Linked DNA regions of Mus musculus: all the other regions are linked to region 1. The links are chromatin contacts, called in public promoter capture Hi-C maps. All regions are on one chromosome and are shown on one strand. The core of a region is the stretch at or near the end of the contact, and the rest is flanking DNA. Distances in the headings are between cores, read along the strand shown. Region 1 holds the start of Prepl (prolyl endopeptidase-like). Region 2 holds the start of Msh2 (mutS homolog 2). Region 3 holds the start of Msh6 (mutS homolog 6).

The links. Promoter capture Hi-C pulls out the DNA fragments that hold promoters and counts their contacts. Capture Hi-C pulls out chosen DNA fragments and counts their contacts.
Region 2: a contact with region 1 is called in a promoter capture Hi-C map of adipose tissue, with 4 times the contacts expected there. The contact joins the promoter of Msh2 here to the promoter of Prepl in region 1. A contact is called at or near these places in 2 of 9 other capture datasets (adipose tissue and liver).
Region 3: a promoter capture Hi-C map of liver shows a contact between it and region 1, with 5 times the contacts expected there. The contact joins the promoter of Msh6 here to the promoter of Prepl in region 1. A contact is called at or near these places in 2 of 39 promoter capture datasets (liver and pre-B cells) and 1 of 484 Hi-C or Micro-C datasets (B cells).

Annotation. Positions count from the first base shown.
Region 1 is chr17:85,087,305-85,092,164 of GRCm38.p6, forward strand. Prepl (prolyl endopeptidase-like) reads right to left here and starts at 2,963. Exons shown (of 15, transcript NM_001163622.1): 1 at 2,802-2,963; 2 at 1,036-1,571. The coding sequence starts at 1,248. Camkmt (calmodulin-lysine N-methyltransferase) reads left to right here and starts at 3,322. Exons shown (of 11, transcript NM_028576.3): 1 at 3,322-3,559. The coding sequence starts at 3,422.
Region 2 is chr17:87,670,448-87,675,180 of GRCm38.p6, forward strand. It overlaps Msh2 (mutS homolog 2), which reads left to right and starts at 2,085. Exons shown (of 16, transcript NM_008628.3): 1 at 2,085-2,359. The coding sequence starts at 2,149.
Region 3 is chr17:87,972,026-87,976,515 of GRCm38.p6, forward strand. Msh6 (mutS homolog 6) reads left to right here and starts at 3,025. Exons shown (of 10, transcript NM_010830.2): 1 at 3,025-3,380. The coding sequence starts at 3,124.

The DNA of each region.
Region 1 (4,860 bases), core at 1,713-4,212:
TACCAGAACAGGTAAATCCGTGGACACAGGGAGCAGACTGCGCCTCAGGGCTGAGGGAAACACACAGTTGGGGGATGTCTTGGCAAGGCCTATGAGAGGGTTTTGGAAATGGTGATGATAGCTGAATTATAGTACTGCGACTCTAACTAATGCCTCTGAGCTCTGCACTGGAAGGGGCTAGAATGATAACTAAGAATATATAACTGCCACAATGAAAGGAAACCAAAACAGACTGTAATGATGAAATGACTAAAGTCATAAAAGAAGGCTAAGATATTATAAATTCTAGCACCTCAAGTGTAGTGTAAGGAGCCTCTGGAACAGAATTAAAAAGGAGAGGAGAGCAGTCAAAGCAGCAACAGGGCACACAGCTTGATTTCAAGCTAAGTACAGTGACCATGCAACATGACAGATTAAGTGGGACACTTTTGAGAGGAGAGAGGACTATTAATAGTCACACGGGGACAACAGGTGCACAGTGGGCCTGTCTCAGGCTAAGGAGAACACGTGGTTACACTCTATGCAAGTGTAGCCAGTTCCTCGGGGCCCAATGCGAGCCCACAGTTTGGGGCCCAGCAGAAGAACAACAGTCACTATTTCCTTTTGGAATACAAGTGTCATCCAAAATGTACGCTAGCTTTTCACTCCTTTGTATAGAGAGAAAACACACAACTGTGTGGCATTTCCCGAGGCTTACCAATCTGGGATTCATACAAGAAGGAGCATATCATCAGGTTTATGAAGAGGCGTAATTTGACATTTTAGTAATTTTAGAAAACACATTTTCAGGTGCATTACGTTTTGAGATCAAATCAGTTTTCAATGAATCTGCATTTTTATATACATTACAGCTTTATAGGTTCACATACATTCTTTTGTACTCATATTGACTACAGGTATTTGAGCCTAAAAAAAAAAAATCTTAAAACCAAATTAGAATTACTGAGAAAATGAGTAATGGATACCTTACCCATTATTTATGAACTACAATTAGTATTAATGGCCTACAAACAGATTAACTCGAACAGTCCATACCTTACACGAGAAGCTCCGACTTGGGATGTTTCTTGCTAATCCTGCTATCCTGGGTTTATTCTGCAGACACTTGGTTAGGTGGTACTTTTTCAATCTTACTCTACTGTAATAAGGACCAGCGACGTTACGGTAACTCTGTTTCTGCATGCAGTTCCCAAGATGAGGAATACTATGCTTCAAAGCTCGGAGAGAGAATTTGGCCGTCTGCAGCATGGTGGCAAAGTCCCTGGTTTTTGCTCCCTTAGGGGCTGCCAGCACGTGGATGATTTCATACGTATAATTATACAGTCATGGGATCTTAGTGCATTTGAGGTCCCCACATCTCATCCCTCCCCTGTGGCGTCATGAGCCCCTTAGGTTACCAATTACTGTAGACATCTGATAACTTAGGTTAAACACGTTTAAAACCTTGTATGCGTTAAGTTCATTCAGATCATACTTCTTGGCAGGCGGGACTTAATAAACACGTCATCTGTAAAGTCAGTTTTCCTAGGGACAAGCTAAGCAGCAGTGACTCTGGAGAACGTATGGACAAACTAAAACAAAACAAAACAAAACAAAACAGAAAACAAACAAAATAAAATAATTTGCAAATGAGTAAATGAACTTAATGGGAATCTCAGGTACTCAGAGGGGGTTCAAAAGCAAGATGGCTTTTATCTTACATAATTCTGGGCATATCATTGGGATGTGAAAGACAAATTAGAAAAAGCCTAAACCATGACATAAAAGGGGGATGCTTAGTTGTTGAGTGAGGCGAGGCGCCACATAGTTTTCACCTAGCTGTCTAGTTTAAGCTGCGTGTGCACTCGATGAGTGAGCTAGAGCTGGTCATTGTCCAGGTGGCCCAACTGTGGCTCTGGGGAGCTGGAGACACTCCCCCAACTCACTGATTCAGTGAACCGCCCAACTGACTGGCTCCTCCTCCTAGAGGAGCAATTGGATTTCACCATAAAAGGATAATGAATTAAAAACAACTGTAAGATGCACAAATAAAATGTCGAGTCATTTTTGGTTTCTTCTGGAAGGTAAAGATCATTTTAACTTCCATAACTACAGACCCAGGTTTAGGTCTTGGGCCTTGTACACTAACTGCATCTGGATTCAATTTTTTCACTTGTGGAACAGAAATTAACCATAGCACTTAATCTCTGCGGTTGTAGTTTTGTAACAAAACCAAACAATTTATTTTAAGAACTTAGTCCAAGTACCTGGCACATAGTAACCATTCAACAAAAGGTCGTTAATATTATTAGCATAGGGATAATTTAGCTATGCTAAACACTGTTGAGTGTAAAATGAGAGAAATCTTCTCTAACACGTTCCTTGGTAGCACAGAAACACTGCGTCAGTTTTGCCATAGATCCGACCAGCTATGACGCCCCCTCCCCCCCTTAATCTCTTATGTCGCAGCAAAATAATGGGCCAGTGGAGCAGTAGCCTAGAAGAAAAATGCTTTTAAATCGCTTAGTCTGTCCCCATAGCTCCAACCCATTCATCCACCATCTGCATTGAGAAGACCCTGTGCGAGGATAGGGAGACTGGTGGGGTAAGTAAGCAAATGGGTGCTCCCGGAGCACCTCCTCGTTTCCCGGTGCAACTGTGCATCCCGAACACGTCGTATTCACAGGACGTGAGGGAATGGTACGGGTCAGAACGTACAGAAGAGACAGGGATCAAAAAAGGGACCAGGGAAGTGAGGAATGGCTGGAAGGTGGGCAGAGGAATTAGGAAAGGGGAACCATCAGCAACCCTTCCATACGTACGCAAATCGAAAGACAGCTGGACGAGCGAAGGTAGAGAAGACAAATACGAGAAACCGAAGCTCTCCAGAAGGAGCTGCAGTCACCTCAGCCTTGTCCAGCCGAAGCCAGCCTCCAGCACCCAGCAAGAAAGACAACCTACCTCGCGCCGCCCAGAGCTAGTTTGCAGCACGCCGGTCTACGTAACACCAACCCAGACCGATAGGGAAGCGCATTTCGCCATCTTTATTATGGCCAGTGGTGGGCTTTTTCTCTTCCTGAACTCACTCATCTTAGGAGACAACTGTATTTCGGTTTTCTGGTATTCCGGCGAGCAAGAGACAAAGTGAGGAAAAAAAGAAAACAGCGAGGAAAGCCCTGTCTGCAGCTATTCCACAGTCCCCTCCCACTCCGGCTCGCCCTCACTTAAGATGGCCACCAGAAAAAGTGGTGCAATGAAGCGACGCCGCTGCTTTGGTTGCCAAGGAGACGCTAATACCGGAAATGCGGAATTCGGGGAGGGTGCACGGAAGAGCTGTGGGCCAGAGGCCGGGCGTCACAGGTCCTGACAGGGAAGAAGTTGGCAGGTCCTGACTGGGGAGAGCCGTGGCGGACGCAACCTCCGGGTCCAGTCAGCTCTGGAGATGGAGTCGCAGGTCGCGGCCGCTGGGGCTGCAGAGACTGAGGCAGAGGCGGGCAAGCGTCCCGCGATGGGCAGTGCCAGCCAGGGCTCGCTGGTCTCGGCGCCCAAGGGGGCCGTCCGGTGGCAGCTTCTGCGACAGGTAAGGGCGAGCGCTCGCCTGCCCTGCCTGTGGCCACTCCCCTCGCAGGTAGCAGGCAGCCCGTTTGTCGGGAGCCAAGCGAGAAGCGCCCCCTTGCTCCTTCATCTCCGCTGTCCCGCTGTCCCACCAAAAATGGGAGAGACTCTGGCGGGGCTGGAGAGCGGGACAGCCAGAGCGAGCTCTCAGAAACTCAGAAAATCCTTGTGCTCGCCTGTCTGGTGGGTGGGACCGCCTGTCTTCTCCGTGTGCTGCTCTTCTTTCCCGCCCCCTTTCCATCCTTATTTTATTTTTTGCTTCTTAACTCCCAGCCTGGTCACCTGGGTGCACTTTTTGGTCCCACATCTCTGGAGATCCGTGAGGTTCACTAATGGGATGGGGATTCTGCACGCGTTTCCTGGTTTTGTATATGGGAGAGTAAAGGGAGAGAGGGAAACCTACTGCTTGCTCCTTTTCCCGCCACGTGAAACTAAGTTTGGAGTCATTATTGGGATACTCGCTGCCCAAGGTTTAGCAACGAATCCAGATACTTCAGTCTTCCAAACCGCTCCAGTGAAGGCTGCTGTGTTTATAAGTTTTCTTAGTCATTGTGACTCCTCACAGCAATAGGAAAGTAACTAAGACAGTGGCCGGGGGGCAATGAGTCCTTAGTCTGTTATTTTACTTAGTTATTGCTTTTTAACAACCACATGTCGTATGTCATGCAATGTCTGTGAACCACCTGGTAGTCTCTTGATAAAACCTGAGTGGTTTACGGTTGTGTACCTGGTCTATATACCCATAGTTCTCAGAGTTGGCTGGCATGTTCTCCCAGTTATGGTAGAGTGTATAAGAGCAAGAGGCACATTTCAAATCCCTGCTTACATGATGTCTGTTAATATGCTATGTTACTTAGCTTCTATTATTACTGTGATAAAAATGCTAGGCAATGCAATTTAAGAAAGGAAGGGTATGTATTGGCACACAGTTTGACGGTACAGACTTTAGTAGGAAAAATCAAGGCTCAGGATCCTGGAGCATTGTGTGAGCAGTCAGGAAGAACAGAGCGATGGATGAATATGAGTTAGTTCCAGTTCTCCTTTTTATTTAGTTCAAGACTCAGTGTGTGATGTGGCGATACCACATTGAGTGTGTCTCCTCTCAGTGACTGTAGTTAGGAAAATCCATTACACACATACCAAGAGGTTAACCTAGTGTAGATAACCCTTCCTAGACAGGTGGAGACTTTCGGTTCCTCCAGTTCTTGTCAAGTTGATAATCACTATGAGCCGTCTCATAAACCGTTAGCTAAAGGAAGATGCATG
Region 2 (4,733 bases), core at 835-3,334, 2.6 Mb after region 1:
TCTGTTTTGTGTGTATTTGTGCTCACATCCATAAGTACACGAGTCCCATCGCGTGGGGGTGTGGAAGTCTGAGGATAACTTGTGGGAGTTGGTTCTCTCTACTTTGGGGCCTGTATTAGGCCACTAGACCTTAGCACAACTGACTCCATGATGGAAGTACTATTCAGGCTGTAAAACTCAGCACACAGACAGCACCTCCTGCCAAAACTAAAATAAAAGCCCAAATTCATCAAAAGTCCACAGTTCTGGTAAAGTTTCTACATGTCCTAAGGTTGCTTTTTTTTTTTTTTTTTAGTTCCACTTCTGGTTAACTGTTCTTGTTAATTGGAGTATGACAACCCAGAATATAAATATATGTATATGTATATAGCTTAAAAGCTCACCCCAAGAAAAGTTCAGTGCTACAATGGGATCCTGAATACCCAGGGTAGTTACTGGTCAAGTAATAAAGCTGTCCTATTGGCTTAAACCTGTGGGCAAGTTGTTTTCTCTGGTGGATACCACACAATAGGTCCAGGCACGGAATCCAGGGCATCGGGCTTGGTACACATACCTTCACCCAGAGCCATCTCAGTGGCCGTCGAGAAACTGTATAGAAACAGAACAAAGAAAGTTTTAAATCAAGGCCGTAGAAACTAAGGGGTCTGTACAAAGATTATATTTGATAATCACAAGGTTGTTAAGGTAAACACAGAGGTGGGCAATAGTAGCTCTTTAGGGGACTACAATTAGCTCAAGATAATTTGGCTCAGGGCTTGCAATATTTCAGCTCCCTACAATCACATCTTAATCAGTTAATTAGCCCTTAAGAATGTTTATAACCCTGCAGTTTTTCCTGTCGGTTTACACCTCTTAGTCTCCATCTTTCTGTGTGTTTGTTTATCTACTTCTAAAACAGTGTGCAGTCTGCATCCATTCACTAGCACGGAAGAAAAACCAGATGCAACCTCTCTACCTCCCCCGCCTCCACCCTTTTCTTTATTGAGACAGGGTCTTGCTACACAGAAATCCAAAGCAGGATGTTTATTTATTTAGAACTCCAAAGCAGGTTATTTATTTATTTATTTATTTATTTAGGATGCAGTCTCTGGTAGCCCAAATTGACCTCCAGCTGCGTAGCCAAGGATAATACTGTACTGTGTTTCTTGCCAGACCCACTTTTAACTTTTGGCCCTTCTGACCTCCTGAGAGCTGGGGTTTCAAGTGTGTGTCACCCTACTCGTTTCCACATTTAATATATATATTTTTTCTTTAAATTAATAAGTGTCTGCACCTGACCTCCTCCACCCACACCGAGGATCTGGAGTTACCAGTTATGATGAGCTACACTAGTGATGGGGACTGAACTCAAGGTAGGCGACTATGAAAACATTAGGAAGTTAGGAAACTGCTGAGCCCCCAATCTGTCCTTTATTTGTTTATTTATTTATTTATTTATTTACCAGACAAGGTGCTGAGCCCCCATCTGTCCTTTATTTATTTATTTACCAGACAAGGTTTCTCTGTGTAGTCCTGACTTCCCTGGAACTCGATTGGTAGACCTGGCTGGCCTCAGAGGCCCCCCCGAGTGCTTGGATTAAGGGCATGCGCCACCACGCTCGGCTTGCCAAGTGTCTATTGGATGAATTCGTCAACCGATGGGCGAAATGCAAAACTGGGTCAGCAAGAGGTTGTGCAGAATATACCTGAAATTTTACCTATGGCAGTTTGCACTGCAAGTGTATAACGCACACTCAAGGCTGGGTGGGGGAAAAAAGATAGTTCTTTGTTTACAAGTTCTTTGTGATTTCACTCTTACGTTTCCGGTCACTTGATAAAACAAATTCCTAGCTGACCCCGCCTAGCACACCTACCCACCCACCAGGCGGACTTGAAAGCGCAGCCTCTGGAAGGCCTGCAAGGCTGCAGAAGTCGGACGCATGCGCAGTAGCTAGAGTCCTAGAGTTCGCGGGAAGCTGGGACCTTGCTCGCTTATGATTGGCTACTGCGGTAGACTCCCACCCACCGGGGCGCAGCGCTGCATGGTGATTGGGCGAGCCCACAGAGGCCGGACGAGGTTTAGGGGGCGAGGTTGGGGAGGCGGGAAACGACGCGGCCAGCGCAGGGTCGCTCTGTGCTCTAGTGGTGTTGGTGTGGAGCGGCTCGGAAATGGCGGTGCAGCCTAAGGAGACGCTGCAGTTGGAAGGCGCGGCCGAGGCGGGCTTCGTGCGCTTCTTTGAGGGCATGCCGGAGAAGCCGAGCACCACGGTGCGCCTCTTCGACCGCGGCGACTTTTACACGGCGCACGGAGAGGACGCGCTGCTGGCGGCCCGCGAGGTGTTCAAGACCCAGGGCGTGATCAAGTACATGGGGCCGGCAGGTGAGGGCAGCCGCGGCGGCGGGGCCCGGGCCGGCTCGGGGCCGCGTTGCCGGAAACCTGGGCGCATGCAGCGGTGGGGCTGCGGCGGAGCGCCCCGCCCGAGAGCTGCCTCCCCGGGCCACGCGTTTAGCATCTTGTTTTGGTTCGCTTCCGCACAGTGCGCTGGGCGGCTGCACACCGCCGAGTCCAGGCTGTCCTCGGACGCCTCGAGTTCCAGCCTCCCAAGTTGATAGGATTAGAGTCTTGTGTCACCGTGGGTACCTCCAAATCAATAACAGCCCGCAGCCTAGGAGCGAGGAGTGGAGGGCGTTTTGAGAGCTTCCTTTAAGACACCCTCATTTGCCAATAGGCTGTGTTTTGTTTTGTTTTTTTTAAACCGTCTCGCTTGAGAACCTGGGATGGACCATTGCTGAAGGGCAGTATCGCCAAGTGGTCAGGACCTAGGATATGCCCTGGAGCTGAACTGCCCGGATTTCAGTTGTGGATCCCCTACTGTTTGCTGAGTGCGGTTGAGCTAGTTGGAAAGCTGTGCTTAGCTAGCTAGCTAGCTAGCTTTCTTTCTTTCTTTCTTTCTTTCTTTTTTTTTTCTGCCACCTTGGCTCTCACCACTCAGCATCATCTCTCCCTAAAAGGCTTCAGAACTCATTTGTGGCCTAGGAAGATTAATTTGATCACCATAATAACCTCTCCCCCACCCACCCCCGTTGCTTTTTCTTTCAATTACATTGAATGTCCATTATATCATACTTTGGAGTTGTGAGTTCTAATTTTTTTTTTTTTTTTGGTTTTTCGAGACAGGGCTTCTCTGTTATAGCTCTGGCTATCCTAGAACTCACTCTGTAGACCAGGCTGGCCTCGAACTCAGAAATCCACCTGCCTTCCAAGTGCTGGGATTAAAGACGTGCGCTACCACCGCCCAGCATGAGTTCTAATTCTTTATGCTGTTATATGCAAATGGATGTTACAGACATCGTATTTCTGCCTGGTCTGTGCTAGGTAATAGTCTGCTGCCTTCACAACCAGTTGAATTTGTTTTTGTTAGACAGCTATTCTTTATCTTGAGTTAAAGAGTGACACACACACACACACAAGAAATGTTGTGTCCATTAATAATGTTCTCTCACAATCTTCCCAGTCCTGACCTCTAGTTTTCCTTCTCTGGATATTCTGGGATGTAGCATGTAAATGAAGAGCTTCAAGGCTTATCTCTGTCATCAGCACTTCGTTCCTTTTGGTTGCTAAATAATTGTGTGGATTTCCCACATTTCATTTAGCTCCTTGTCCCTGGAGTTTGTTTTGGCTTGGTTTTTGGAGACACGGTCTCACTCTTTAGCCTTGGTTGACCTGGAACTCAGTAGGTTTACCAGGTTGTCACTTACACTGCCACTGCCTCCTGGGACTACAGGCTTTCACCACCTTGCCCAGCTGAGCTGTTACTGGAATCTACATTTCCTCGAATCTGTACCGGTTCCTCCCAACAGTGCAGTGAAGAGTAAGCTCTTGGCAGCTTTCTGGATCCCAGCCGATGGGCGTGGGTAGGGTTCTGTTGGTTTTTCATAGTTTTCTGCAGCTCGCATCTGGCGGTATCCCTTTACTGACATTTTACCTGCATGATTGGGGTCATGTAAAGATGTGTTATTCTAAAGCCCTGATCAGGGAGAGCCTCCTGCCTGAGCCTCCCAGGTTCAGATGCTGCAATTCCATGCATGCATCTTCATATTTATTACAGGATCCAACCCTTCTCTCCTATGTCCCACTTCCTGGCCCAGTTGGATGCACATAGGGGTTCCATGTCATCCTCAAGAGACTCTTGTGTGCACGTGAATCTGTCCCTTCTGTGGGGTGTGGGTAAGATTCAAGTCTGATCGTTCGTGTCACAGCAGAAAAGTCCTGTTTCACAGACAAGGCCCTCAGATGCTTGTCAGCAGGTGTGCACGGCCTCTCAGTGGGTCACACATGTGCTGCCTTCTAGAGAAATGGCCCCTTCCTTCAGAGGATAACCAAACTTTTTTTGAGATGGGTCTACATGGTGAAGCACACGATGGCCTCTGGCTTCAGACCTTAGCCTCCCTGGTGGGTACCACCTCACCTATCTGGGAAGTCTCTGTATTTCTGTAGTGCTAGGGATAGAAGAGGGCACTCGTCTCATTTACCTCTCCGCTCCTGGGTCTTAGACAGTAACACATTTAATAATGAGTTCCGGTTAGTAAAAAGACCAAGAAACAGTTCTCTGGGTTCTAGCTAGTGCCAGATAGATACCACTGCTGTGTACTGTAGTTATGCACAAGAACAGAGAAGCCAGATGTGGTGGCGAATACCTTTAATCCCAGCACACGGGTAGGTGGATCTCTGAGATCAAGGCCAGCCTGGTCCA
Region 3 (4,490 bases), core at 1,775-4,274, 2.9 Mb after region 1:
CACAGAATGTTCCAGCCCTAAGTCATCGCCGATGTCCTGACCACACCCTGATACCACCAAGTTCCTGCTTCCCCGTGTAGCTGCCAAAAGAAAAAATTTCTATTGCCCCACCCCTCCCGCTGATAAGTACTTCCCCTTTTGCTTGTGCAATTCTATTGCCCCACCCCTCCCGCTAATAAGTACCTGTACTTCCCCTTTTGCTTGTGCAATTCTACTGCCCCATCCTTCCTGCTGAAAGGCACTTCCCCTTTTGCTTGTGCATTTAAGCCTTGGGCCTGGCTAATACAGTGGAACCTTGATGTTACTCAGAACGTTTCTGTGTCGTTCTTTACACAAGGTTCTCATCTCTCTCTAACCCCCCCCAATTTGGTTCTTAGGAGAAGGTCCCCTCGAGACCCTCGAATAGAATAACTGGACCTGCTGGACGGGTCAAGGCAGGATGAGCTGAACTCTGAGGTCAGCCTAAGTTAAACAGCAAGAACCTGATTAAAAAAGAATAAATAATAAGGTAAACTGAGAACATGTGTAAAAGCCTAATGTAAGGATATATCAGAGGATAGCAGTCGCTCATCTACTGCAAAGACGCAAAGGAAAACCAGGTCTGCCCAAACACAGAAAATCACTTACTCTTTTTTTGTTTGTTTGTTTGTTTGTTTTTGTTTTTGGAGACAGGGTTTCTCTGTGTAGCCCTGGCTGTCCTGGAACTCACTTTGTAGACCCGGCTGGCCTCAAACTCAGAAATCCACCTGCCTCTGCCTCCCAAGTGCTGGGATTAAAGGCGTGCGCCACCACCGCCCAGCCACTTACTCTTTTTAAAAATTTAATTTAATTACTTATTTGTTTTGCCATAGAGCCTTACCGCATAACCCTGGCTGGCCTGAACTCATTGTGTAGACAGGGCTGGCCTCTACCAGGTTCAAAGCACCACTCCCACGGAGAGTGCTGGTGACACTGTCCTAAACAGAAGGCCTTTGGATAAACAGAAAGACTTACTGGATTAACAAGCCTAAAGGTTTCTGTTTATTAGCAGAGCAAATCTTTTAAGGTAGTTTCTCTTCACCAAGAACCTCCCTGAACGTTCCCTCCTGGAAGGTCAACTACCTCAGGCAATGCCACCTGCTTTAACCTATCCGAAAAACAGAATAATCTTATCAGCTCAGATTTCCCCCCACCTCCACCCCGTCACAAAGTCTGCTTGTTTTCCCAACAGGCTGCTCCTATCTCTGTCCCAAGAGACTGGCCTTAGCAGTTTGATTCTAAAGGAATCTTTCTGTCTACAAAGTGGTCTAGCTTGGTAGTTTCTCTGGGACATCTCTTAACAGCCTCAAACTTCACAGAGATCCCCTGTCTCCTAAGTGCTGAGATCAAGGGTGTGGCCTACCATACCAAGTTTCTTTTGTTTTTAGGCTGGTGTGTGTATGTGTACACACACACACACACACACACACATACACACGTATACACGTGTGCACGTGACCGTGCCCACCCCAAGCCTATGGAGCCTGAGTATAGAGGTCAGAGGATAATTTGCAGCAATCCTTCACAGTGTGATTCTAGTGATAGAATTCAGGTCTCTAGCTGGACTCCAAAGCACCTTTACAGGCTGAGCTGGTTTTGTCCAACAAAGCAAATCTTTTTACCCTTTTACCAAAGTGAAGGTATTGCTAGCCAGAGCTAAGTCCATTCTTACTTAGAGCTGAATTAAGTCTCCCAATTTCTCTCTCTCTCCTTCTTGATTTAGTTGTTTTTTTTGTTTTGGTTTTTTTTTTTTTTTTTTTTTTTTGTGACAGGGTTTCTCCGTGTAACAAACCCTGGCAAGTCTTGTAACTGTAGCCAGGGTTGTCCTTGACCTCAGAGATCCACCTGCTTCTGCCTGGAACAATGGGGTTAAAGGCACACACCTTCGCGCTCAGCTCCAATTTCTTGAATTTGAATAGGAGCTCCAATTTTCGAAAACGCCCTGTAATCAACCTGGCAGGAAGACATTCTGAGGAGAAACACTTGGCTCCCTTTGGCTATCAGGCAATTGAAATAATGGACTCCAAAGAATTGGAATTTCTCCAGGAATTTTTTGGTGGGAAGGGGTAAGACAAAGCTTCGAGTTAGTGTAGAGGAAGAACTTGGTTTCTGGAAAGAGATTTCTCAAGTATCTGAAGCTCGTTGAATCCCCATGTAGGACAGTCTGGAGCAGAGATTATGGTGGGTCAGACCACCTCTTACAAGACCATTCTGGTTCCCGTCGCCCGGTTTAAACCAAAACTTCACGTCAGTACCCCCAAAGATGAACTTCCGGGGGGGGGGGGCTGAACTTTATCTTCCTAATGTGGCCCTTTGAAAAAAAAATCTGTTTTTTTGCTATTTTCTCTATTATTCGACTACTGAGGATGAGTGGGAGTTTAGCTCGTTAGGGTTGCTAGGGCCCAAGCGTTGACGCTCAACATTACCTTAGCAATCTCAGTTTCTAAAATATAAAAAATTCTGCACACTTATGCTAAAGGGCTCAGATAAGACTGGACCTTAACTGCCCATCTCATATAGTAAGGCGTAAACTAGTTGAGGCAGTGACGGGCCAAGGAAAGTTTTGTGGGTAGCTGGTTTTGTGGATAGCTGTTCTTGCACTTGGCATTCACAAGTGCCGCTCTGTACAATGCTCTGCGAACGCACCGTACGTGGCAGACAGCAACAACCAATTTCTCAGCTCCTTTCAGTCCAACCGCAGGACCGCCCGCAGGGCCAGGTGTTTCCGCAGCGAGCTCGACGCGGCTTCTCGCAGGGTGCACCCCGCCGTTCCAGCAACCGCGCAAGCCACTTCCGTCTTCTTGGTGCATACTTGCCCGGGTAGCCACCGCGAGCTCCACTGCTTTGCAAAGGCTCAGTCTCAAGGCCCGCCAACCCGAGCTTGGGGGCTGGGCCCGCCCCGCCCCGCCCATCTACGCCAGGGCACGTCGCGGGCGGGGCCCCGCCCACCGCGCAGGCCGACACGCCTTCGGATTGGCCGCTGGGCTACGGATGCTCGGGTAGGACGCGCCTCCTCCCGACTTTCCCGCCAGCGGCGGCCGCGCGGTGGATGCGATCCTTGTAGGCGCTCGGAGCCGTGGCCCGGTCTGCCCGTCAGCCTTCATCATGTCCCGACAAAGCACCTTGTACAGCTTCTTCCCCAAGTCCCCGGCACTCGGCGACACCAAGAAGGCCGCGGCCGAGGCCTCACGCCAAGGTGCCGCTGCCTCTGGAGCCTCCGCTTCCCGCGGCGGGGATGCGGCCTGGAGCGAGGCTGAACCCGGGTCCCGGTCCGCGGCGGTATCCGCCTCGTCGCCGGAGGCAAAGGATCTCAACGGAGGGCTGCGGAGGGCCTCCTCCTCCGCGCAGGCCGTGCCTCCCAGGTAGCCGGCTCGGTCGGGGCTGCGGCGGCGCGCGGGTCTCCCGGAAGGAGGGGGAGGCTGCTCCGTGCCAGGCGGCGGGAGGAGGGGCGGCCTGCCGGCCCGGGAGAAGCGGGGCCGGTGCCCGGGACTCTCGGGGGACGCTGCGAGCAAGCGAGCGCACTCCCACTGTGGGGGTGGGGAGGCTCGGGAGGCTCGGGGACGGAGACACCCTCCCCCAAAGTGGCCGGAGCGGGAACGGTGGGTGTCCTGCTGCGATCCGCGGCCTGAGGGGGCGGGGCGGATCGGATCGGGCAGGGAGCTCCTCCGGGTGGCGAGCCTACGGTGGGAGGAAACTCGGGTTGCAGGTGGAAGTTTGTAGATAGTGAAAGCGGCGCTCCGGCTTGGGACGACAGTTTTTTTTAACCCACCTTTTCACAGGAGGGAAGAGTGCGGGAGATTTTTCGCAGTTAGTGGGTCTTCGGAGTATTGGGCAAGCCCTGGGCAAGAAGGTTTACTGGGGGAAACTTGCCTGGAGTTGTACTCGCACTTTGTAAATTTGGCTGTCGTTTGTAGGAACGACTAGAGACATTTATTTTATCTATTTATTTTCATTTTTTTTCGAGACAGAGTTTCTCTGTGTAGCCCTGGCTGTCCTGGAACTCAGACATCCACCTGCCTCTGCTGGGATTAAGAAGTGTGCAGCGACTTATTTAAAATGTAAAGAGTTCTTTCTGGAGTCCAGTACTCTGGAGTTTCAGCTTGGGCACCAGGAAGAGCTGGCGTATGCTCCTGGGGCAGAGAAAATGATTTTGGATCTCTAATTTCTTTCCTTCCCTTTGGCTATAAAGGACACAGTTCAGACACAGGTAAACACAGAGGTGTATTTTGCCTCCGTGTATGTATGTGTGCCCATGTGCATGCACGCTGCCTGAGAGAGGCCAGAGGAGGACCTCAGCCTCTGTAGTTAGAGATATTGTGAGCTACTGGGTGGGTGCAGGGAATCAAACCTGGTTCCTATGGAAGAATGCCAGTGCTCTTAACTGCTGAGCAGCTCTCCAGCCCCATTATTTCTATATTTTTTAAAATTACCTGTTAGTGTGTATATGTGTGTATGCATGCTATAGTAGGTTG